2 separate regions of the Mus musculus genome follow, and region 1 is linked to region 2. The links are chromatin contacts, called in public Hi-C maps. All regions are on one chromosome and are shown on one strand. Each heading gives the region's core, a stretch centred on a gene start, on an enhancer-like site or on the middle of the called end of the contact. The rest is flanking DNA. Distances are from core to core; before and after follow the strand shown.

Evidence for each region. A called contact is a pair of places that touch in the nucleus more often than the background predicts.
Region 1: a contact with region 2 is called in a Hi-C map of muscle stem cells, with 3 times the contacts expected there. The contact joins two enhancer-like sites. A contact is called at or near these places in 3 of 15 datasets of contacts at CTCF or cohesin (the NIH/3T3 cell line, large pre-B cells and pro-B cells), 20 of 484 Hi-C or Micro-C datasets (the 3T3-L1 cell line, B cells, the C2C12 cell line and 12 more) and 6 of 115 datasets of contacts at active chromatin or transcription factors (the NIH/3T3 cell line, bone marrow-derived dendritic cells, embryonic fibroblasts and 3 more).

Annotation. Positions count from the first base shown.
Region 1 is chr5:21,585,465-21,589,956 of GRCm38.p6, forward strand. The region is part of intron 7 of Fbxl13 (F-box and leucine-rich repeat protein 13); the gene reads right to left. Among named protein-coding and RNA genes, the nearest start is that of Lrrc17, 44 kb to the left of the region's middle. Within about 2 kb of position 1,442, at least 40 of the 459 cell types and tissues checked have an H3K27ac peak or open chromatin away from gene starts, as enhancers often do. A contact at or near this core is called in the C2C12 cell line, the NIH/3T3 cell line, fibro-adipogenic progenitors and 1 more, where this site is marked.
Region 2 is chr5:21,485,942-21,490,062 of GRCm38.p6, forward strand. It overlaps Fbxl13 (F-box and leucine-rich repeat protein 13), which reads right to left. Exons shown (of 21, transcript NM_001199632.1): 20 at 272-435. It also overlaps a transcript of Fam185a not described here. Among named protein-coding and RNA genes, the nearest start is that of Lrrc17, 56 kb to the right of the region's middle. Within about 2 kb of position 1,575, at least 42 of the 459 cell types and tissues checked have an H3K27ac peak or open chromatin away from gene starts, as enhancers often do. A contact at or near this core is called in the C2C12 cell line, the NIH/3T3 cell line, fibro-adipogenic progenitors and 1 more, where this site is marked.

The DNA of each region.
Region 1 (4,492 bases), core at 192-2,691, 99 kb after region 2:
TGTTTGTTTTTGTTTTTTGTTTTTTTGTTTTTTCGAGACAGGGTTTCTCTGTATAGCCCTGGCTGTCCTGGAACTCACTCTGTAGACCAGGCTGGCCTCGAACTCAGAAATCTGCCTGCCTCTGCCTCCCAAATGCTGGGATTAAAGGCGTGCGTCACCACTGCCCGGCTTCCTCAGACTCTTATAAACATAAATCTGGGAATTTTTTTAAAGCTGCATCATAAACTATATTCTTACAGTGAATTAAACAAAGTACTAGGTGGAACTCTATAATGTAGTCTCTGTTCATAGTTCTTTACAATATTTTATTACTATTGAGCTGCAAACTCTGTAGAAAGTTTTATATAAACCACTTGAAAATATGATCATGTGATAGTTCAAACTGATAGCTACAGAAAGATAGCAAAAAGATGAGCATGCTTGTTTTCTGCATGAAGGAAGTATTCTGGAAGAAAGCTAGTGATCTTTCTCTAAATAGTAGCTAAAACACAGAACTCATTTAATAATTGCTAAGATGAACTGCATTTTCCTAAAGTTATGATATTCTTAGGAAAGCTCAATAAACCCATCTGGTTTCCATCTCTGGATAAGTAGCAGATTGGGAAAAAATATTCTTGATACAAAACATCAATAAATACTAAAACAAATTTTAAACATAACTTGAATTTTTTTTTAAGTAAAGAAAGTTTATAAATCCAGACTGACAAGCACTCCTGGTACAAGTGTCTGGAAGGCAATAGGGATGGTTTCATGACAAATGAGCTCTGTAAGCCTATGCAGACACAGGAGACAGTCACCACACTTATCCAACAGAGGCACATACTACACATTATAATGCCGTTGGAATAAAAATAAACCCTCCCCCAAAGAACTGGTAAGCAAAGACCAGCTGCCATGCCTGCTTTAACTGTTTATGGAATCCACCTGAAATCTATGATCTTTGCAGCTGGATTTGATATATTAGCATGAAACATGGTTCCAAATTGAAAATAACCCCTGGGACATTGGTCAGAAATAAATCATTTTCTCTAAAGAGACACAAACTGGAGCCAAGCATTACAGAACTGCCACAAATTAAGCCCAAATAAAACTAAAGGCTAACCAACACGAGGAGAAAATCCAGTAAGCGTAAACAGAAATGAAAACATCACTGGTCAGACTGTGATCATAAAACTCCTAAGTTTTAAGTTTAAGGTAATCAATACAAGGAAGACAGCATTCTTGAGAAAGATACTGTCAAAAAAGACTAAAATCTAAAATTAAATAGGAGTAAGAGAGAAAGTGCACACACACACACACACTTTCCGAAGAATATTGAAATCCCCAAAGGGGTGGAGGATACAAATAGTTCATGATGAGCAAAGAATCTAACCAGTACATAGCTACCCACACTAACCTTGTAAAACAGTAGTGTGACTAAAGCATTAGAGGAGAGACTGCTCAACAGTTAAGAATGCTTTGCTGAGCCTGAGGACCCAATTTGGGTGGCTTACAACTGCGGGTAACATCCACTCCAGGGGACCCACTGCCCTCTGCTGGCCTCTTCAGCACCTGCACTCTCAAATTTTAAAGAGACTAAACACTAGATGATAATAACCTAAGAATGGAGAGAGCAATCACGACTAAACTATTCTAAATTCGGTTTTCGCTCAGGAAGAAAACTATACCTATTCGTTCACATTGTTATTGCCTAAAAAGTGTGCATGTTGTGCTGGCTTCGGGTTAAGCAATACAAAGAAGTATAGTTCTTGAGTGAGGAGGATCTAAAAACTCAGGAAGCACTCCACACTTCTCAAACTGCCTTCTGAATATTTATATTTACACTCATCGACAAATGCTACTTGCAGGGGGTGTTTTTGTGCACTGTGTATTCAAATGCTAATATCTGCACCCAGAGACCTGGATGCAGCCAGGACTTGCTATAATATTAATTTACATATATGTATAATTAGATATTTTCTTTATTTACATTTCAAATGTTATCCCCTTTCCTAGTTTCCCCTCCGAAAACCCCCTCCCCCCTCCCCGTGCTCCCCAACCCACCCACTCCCATTCCTGGTCCTGGCATTCCCCTATACTGAGGCATAGAACCTTTACAGGACTTGTCCTCTCATTGATGGCCGACTAGGCCATCCTCTGCTACATATACAGCTAGAGCCACAAGTTCCACCATGTGTTTTCTTTGATTGGTGCTTTAGTCCCAAGGAGCTCTGGGGGTACTGGTTAGTTCATATGGTTGTTTCTCCTATGGGGCTGCAGACCCCTTCAGCTCTTTGGCTACTTTCTCTAGCTCCTTCATTGGCTATTGTCCTTATTAAGAAGTATTTCCTGACTCGGTTTTTGTTTTGTTTTTTTTGTAAAACATTGTTCTTCATCGTCTTCTGATTGGTCAATAAAGAGCTGATCAGCCTATAGCTGACAGGAGAGAAGGCGGGACTTCCGTGCCTTGAAACAGGCTGAGGTTCTTGGAGACCAGGGAGTCTACCAGAAGACAGCGAAGCCAAAGTGAGAGGAAGACTGCATGTAACCCCTCGTGGCTCAGGAAGTAGGCCTGGGCAACATAGTCGGGTTAGAATAGATCAGAATCTGCCCAGCTGTAGTGCTTGAAGCCTTTAATAACTATCAAGGTGTCCATGTCATTATTCAGGAACAAGGGCAGGTATAGAAAAGCCGGAACTTTTACAGCTACTCTTGGCCTTAATGAGAGAATACTTTCTAGTGGACACTGGTGAGCACAGAGATTTCAAAACGATGAGAATATGTGATGGCGGAGGGCCTATCCCTAATCAGTGTATTTATACCACGCTCTCAGAGGATGCAGCAGAAGAGAGGCAGGAAGAATGCAAGAGCGGCAAGATACGGAAGGGCGATGGATAACTAACTCCATCTGGGCAGGACACGGACTCTCAGCAGCTGCAGATGTCTGTGCGGGGTCTGCACAAAAAAACGGGCCTGTCAACACCTAGGCATGGGCGGAACAGCTCAGGCGCCTCCAGTCACCGCTGAAGTATTTGCTACTGATACACTCAGGGAGAGGGACAGCCATGCTCTTCAGTTGTGTGTCCACTAGTGGCCTCACCTGTGGATGGTTCCAACCTAGTGTTCACGCAGATGTCTCTGGGTAAACTGAGCGGGTCATAAAACAAAGGCAAAAGTCATGAATCTGGGGAAAGCATGTGGTAGAGATTTCGAGGGCAGGGTTAGTAGGGACGGGAGGCAGGAGAATGTGAAAGAGAGTACTAGAACACATTACATATATGTAAGAAATTTCAAAGAACACAATTATTTTTTTAAAGAAGCACATATTTTAAAAACGAGTAATCATTGAAAAAAACGGCAGGAAAATATTGTATATTTTCTAAACATAAACGTAGGAAAAGTGTTAAAACTCACTTTTTAAAAAGGCATGAAGAAAAAAGTCTATAAAATACAATATTTTATGACTACCTATAAAATGAAATAAGAACCCACGAATATCAATAGTCACATGTGGTTTTTTCTTTTTTCTAAACAGAGTCTTATGTAGCCCAGGCTAGCCATTCCTGATCTTCCTATCTCAGTCTCTCCAATGCAGGGATTATAGGCGTGCTGATATCACTACACTCAGGAAAAGTCACAATCAGTTATTGAAAATTCACCAGTTAGAAGACAAAAATCACAGCTTAATAATGCTTTTTGCTCTGATATTTTCCTTGAGTACTAACATCTCATTTTTATTCATTTGGCTTACTATTATAATTTAGGTAAATTTTAAAATCTTATGAAAAGACATACTTTAACTAATAAAAGCAATTATCCAGACACTTCACTAGAGATGTCCAACAGTGCATGAGTCCCCACAACATGGCTGCAGAGCCACCAGGAGAGCCTGACTGACCCATAGTGATGACACCTCGGTATCTGGTAGATGGGGGTGGGGAAATCAACCTCTCTGCATCTCTCAGCTCTTCTGGAAAAGGCCCTGGCTGGCATGATATGGGAAGCTCACAGTAAGAGGTGAGACAGGGGCTGGAGAGATGGCTCAATGGTTAAGAGCATGGACTGCTCTTCCAGAGGTCCTGAGTTCAATTCCCATCACCCACATGGTAGCTCACAACCATCTGTAATAGGATCTGATGCCCTCTTCTGGTGTGTCTGAGGACAGCTACAGTGTACTAATGTATATTAAGTAAATAATTCCTTTTTTAAAGGATTTATTTATTTATTATATATAAGTTTCTGGGATATGAACTCAGGACCTCTGGAACAGCAGTCAATGCTCTTAACCGCTGAGCCATCTCTCCAGCCCCAAATAAATAATTCTTAAAAAAAAAAAAAAAAAAGAGGTGAGACAGTTCACCCTTGAAGAGTATTTTACTGTCGACAAACCCCCAGGATCAGATCTGTACCTGGGTAACTGATCTGGTCCAAAAGGACAACAAACTGGATTAGCTTGTACATTATCTGCCATCATATCACTTGAAGAGGCAGGGAGATTGTGAGTTTCAGGACC
Region 2 (4,121 bases), core at 325-2,824:
GATACATTTCAGCAGCAGGTCTAGAGCTCAGTGATAAGGGGCAGAATTAACTTAGGCACCTGCTTGGTCATAAAGAGGAAGGGGCTGAGATTAAAGGCTTCTGTAGAAGGACTATAAAACTATGAAGTTAGTTTTAGAAGGAATTGCTTGGTTCAACTCAGAATGTTGGTTTCAATTAGTCAAAATATAAGTTGTGTATCAGAAATGGCACAGCCACACGCCAAGCTCTCCGGGAACTGCTAAGCCCTTTTCTGTCCAGCTGCCTACTTACGGAGAGATGGACTTGCAGAATTGCATCTTGAGGATCCGGAGTTGTTTGCAGCCTATTTGAAGGTCCTGAATGATCTGGTCTGTAAGTTGGATACAGCCAGAGATATCCAAAATGTGCAGATAATGGCACCTTGCAGATAATATCTCCATCCCTGCATCGGTAATCTGAACACAGCCAAAGTAAGGAGCAGTCAGTGAGTGGCTCTGTCCTCCAGGAGGGCAGCATCTTATATAGGGTGCAGTAATAAAAGCATGGCAAGAGTGAAATACCTGCCTCAAGAGATACCAAGCAGATTTGTGATTTTGTTGTTTTGTTGTTGTTCTTAAGCATCCTCTGGTTTGGATGAGAAACCCTCAATTTTTCTTTAGTAATTTAATACCTCTTGTGTCATTATGAGGAACTTAGGAAATGCTACAGCAACAGATCTGTTCATGCTTGAAATCCTCTGTAAAGCTTTGCCAATTTGGAAAAGTATGCTTAATACCACTATGTTACAGAAAATTTATATATATATATATATGTTCATCTCCATACAGGATCAGATTACCATGAGAACGGATGGTTGGGGCATCTCTAGTAGGTCATAGGAAAGGATAAATGCCCCAGTTATGGACAGAGAGCAGTCATTGTACGGCAAGAGGGTGATAAACAGAAGCAACAGACCGGGCAAGTCTCAGACAAATCTTGGCCAGTCTTCTACTATCCGAGTCTGTCAGCTGTCCTGCAGAGTTAATTCAACTCCATTTCTAATCTATTTCACTGTCTTGGGGTCTGGCTTTTGATTTATGGCTGAACTGAAATTTGTTGTAGAGTAAGTTAGATTACTCTCCCCAAAGGAATTTTTCCAACTGGATTCAATTTCCTACTTTATATATACGAATGCTTAAAAAAAAAAAAAACATATACTATGAGGCTTAGCTCACTGTTTTTTAATGTAAAGTTAAGAGAATTATGCAGAAAAGCCCCGTGGTTTGACATGTCTACTTTTCAAGTATGAGAAAGTAGATGTTGTCATTGTCTAAGCATTCCCTGTTTCCAGAACATGCCTGGAACGAAGACTCAGAATTGTAACTGGTTCTCACAAAACTTCATTTAGACATCCCTGCCATAATAATTGAGTCTCTGAGGATCTGGTGTCATTATAGAGGGACACTGAGGTGAGGGGACAGTCCAGGCAGATGGAGCTCAGAGTGGAAGGGTTTGTCACAGAGACTTGAAAGGAGCCCTCATCTCTAGTTTGGAAGCTCCGTGTGTTCAGTAGGGAGGTGGTGTGTGTGTGTGTGTGTCGGGGGGTGGGGGGTATGACTCAAGAGCTGGAAATTGGAGACAGAGATGAGTTGGCTGTATTCCTGATTCAGATGCAAGATCCTAGCTTTGGCCCACTGGACAGATTTTTATTCCTAACACGACTTCCTTTGAATTTCTGGGAAACTGTTTAAATGAAGTTACTTCCTATTTTGGAAGAACTATAAGCACATTACTTTAAAAATTAGCAATGTATTAGAAATGTATCACCTTAAAACCTAACTACTTCTGAACTTTCTACAGCATGTCTTAATTAGATTCTGGAAAGGGTTTCAAAATGCAATACAATTGTAGTCTGCTTGGTCTTGTGTTTTCTTGGAAGGTGCTGGTGGCTGGCAAGTGCTCAGAGAGCCTGTGAGAGGGCAACACGACGTCCAATGAAAGAACTCTTCTCAGCTGAGGACCATACCAGCCAGCTTTGAGTGGACCTAGCAGATGGTCACAGCCACATGGACAACCCTAGCTCAGCTGGTAATTGAAGAGCCACCCAACTGATACCAGCTGGCCATTGGAGTTTGAGCAAACAAAATAAGAGAGGTCTGGGCCAGAGAGATGTCTCTGGTCGAGAATGTGTACTGCCCTTGCAATGGACCTGAGTTTGGTTCCCAGCACCCATATCAAGCTACTTAACTCTCTTAGCCTGTAACTCTCCAGTGGGAGTCCAACACCTCTGGCCTCTGTGGGTGCACCCATAGGCACACATAGAAATACAGAATTAAAAATCAAATAAATCTGGTTTTAAAGTTCAAAAAAATATGTGAGTTTAAGCCATCAATTTTTGGGGTAATTGGTTGCATAGTAACAGATGATATACACTATAAATATATATATGCTATATATACACTATATATACATATATATGTATGTATATATACATATATATATGTGTGTGTATGTATATATACATATATATGTATACATTAGCCAACAACATGTCAGGCATGATAAAAAAATCCATTGATCATTTCTTTCTAACCATTATAAAACCTCTAACTGACATATGACCATGTTGAAATCTAAACTGGAAGCATTTACGGCTATCGGCGGAAGGCAGGCCTCTGAGTGAGAGCTAAGTGTACAGTGTAGGCCTCGCTCCAAACCTGAGTGAAGGGTGACCTAGGAGGGGGGTTGAGAACACTCTCCTGTCAGGAGTTTTCTGTCTTACATTGTGGGCTGGCAAGGTCTCTAGAGAAGAGGCATCTAATCTCCTGCCTGAAGGGAAGTTCTGGCAGCCACAGTCTGAATTCTGAGTGAGAAGGGAAAGTGCTAACGCTAACTTGTCTGCTCTCCAAATTCTGGAGCCTTGTTCCCCATTTCACTTTTGTACCCAAACTCCCAGTGCAGCATGGCCTTTCCCTGCAGAGACCTTCTGCCTCACTATCTCTAGACAATGGCAATTTTGCTCTCCAGGGGACATTTGGCAGTGTCTGGAGATATTCTTGGTTTTCAAGATGGGAAATAAAGACTTCCTTGTCTGGAACTTCAGAACTGTCAGGGTTGAGAAAATGGATGTCCCTGCTTCTGGTTTGGGTGGGGTCTTGCCCAGAGATGTGGAGCAGAGGAAGTCTGGGGTCTCGCTGCGTCTCTAGAGTATTTAACACAGACTTTAACTCCCTCCTAACAGCATTCCAGAAGTCAGTGCTGCTGCCAAGCTTTAAAGCCCATTGTATGGCTCAGACATCCTCAGCTTTCTCTCCTGTAGCATGCGTTCCCATGGGTTCCCATGGATTCCCAGCTGGCTCTGTCACCTAAGCTGTTCACCTATTTTCAAGTCCCCAGTTTCCTTACTCCTGTGTCCCTCCTGTTTGTCTTATCCTACTGCACTCTCACTGCTCAGCGGCCATCGTGGCAGAGCTTCAAGGGAAATTACGTGTGTGTATTTGATCTGCCTTATTAACCTAGACTCAGGGTTTCTAAAGACAAAAGAAAGTGGGTTATATTATACTTTGAAAGTATTATTCCATCCTTTAAAACAACAAAACACAAACCTCCATTTCTGACATTTCTGTACACAGAAGAAAATTCTGAAAAAGAAGTATTTAAGTGTCAGCAGTTTGTGCCTTACTTCTCCCTGTAAGCGATTATATAGTCAATGCTTGTAATGACACTATTTCTTTCATGCTATTCCATCCTACTTTTTTCAGGAAAGTCATAGATTCTCAAAGTTAAGACCAAAGATGACCAAATAACCTTTCGACAGACTACAGGGACATTGTCTATCTGCCCCACTGAGGAAATGCGTAGAGAGTCAAACAATGTCAGTGAAGTTTATGTTAATACTTAGTGGTTTTTTTTTTATAGAGGAGACATGCAAATTATTCCTGTCTGGAAGAAACTCTAAACCAAGGTTCTGGCTGTGTTGCCCTGTAGGGTATTAACCAATTTCAGATCTAACCTGAGACCCATAATTCAACATTCTTTCTTTAGTTCCTCTCCAGTTCTTTCTAATGCTGTATGCCATGATTTTATGACTTTGCTGATCTGCTCATTGATGCATTAAGTGAATCTCTAGCACAAACTTATATTTGCACATAATTCTGGGTGA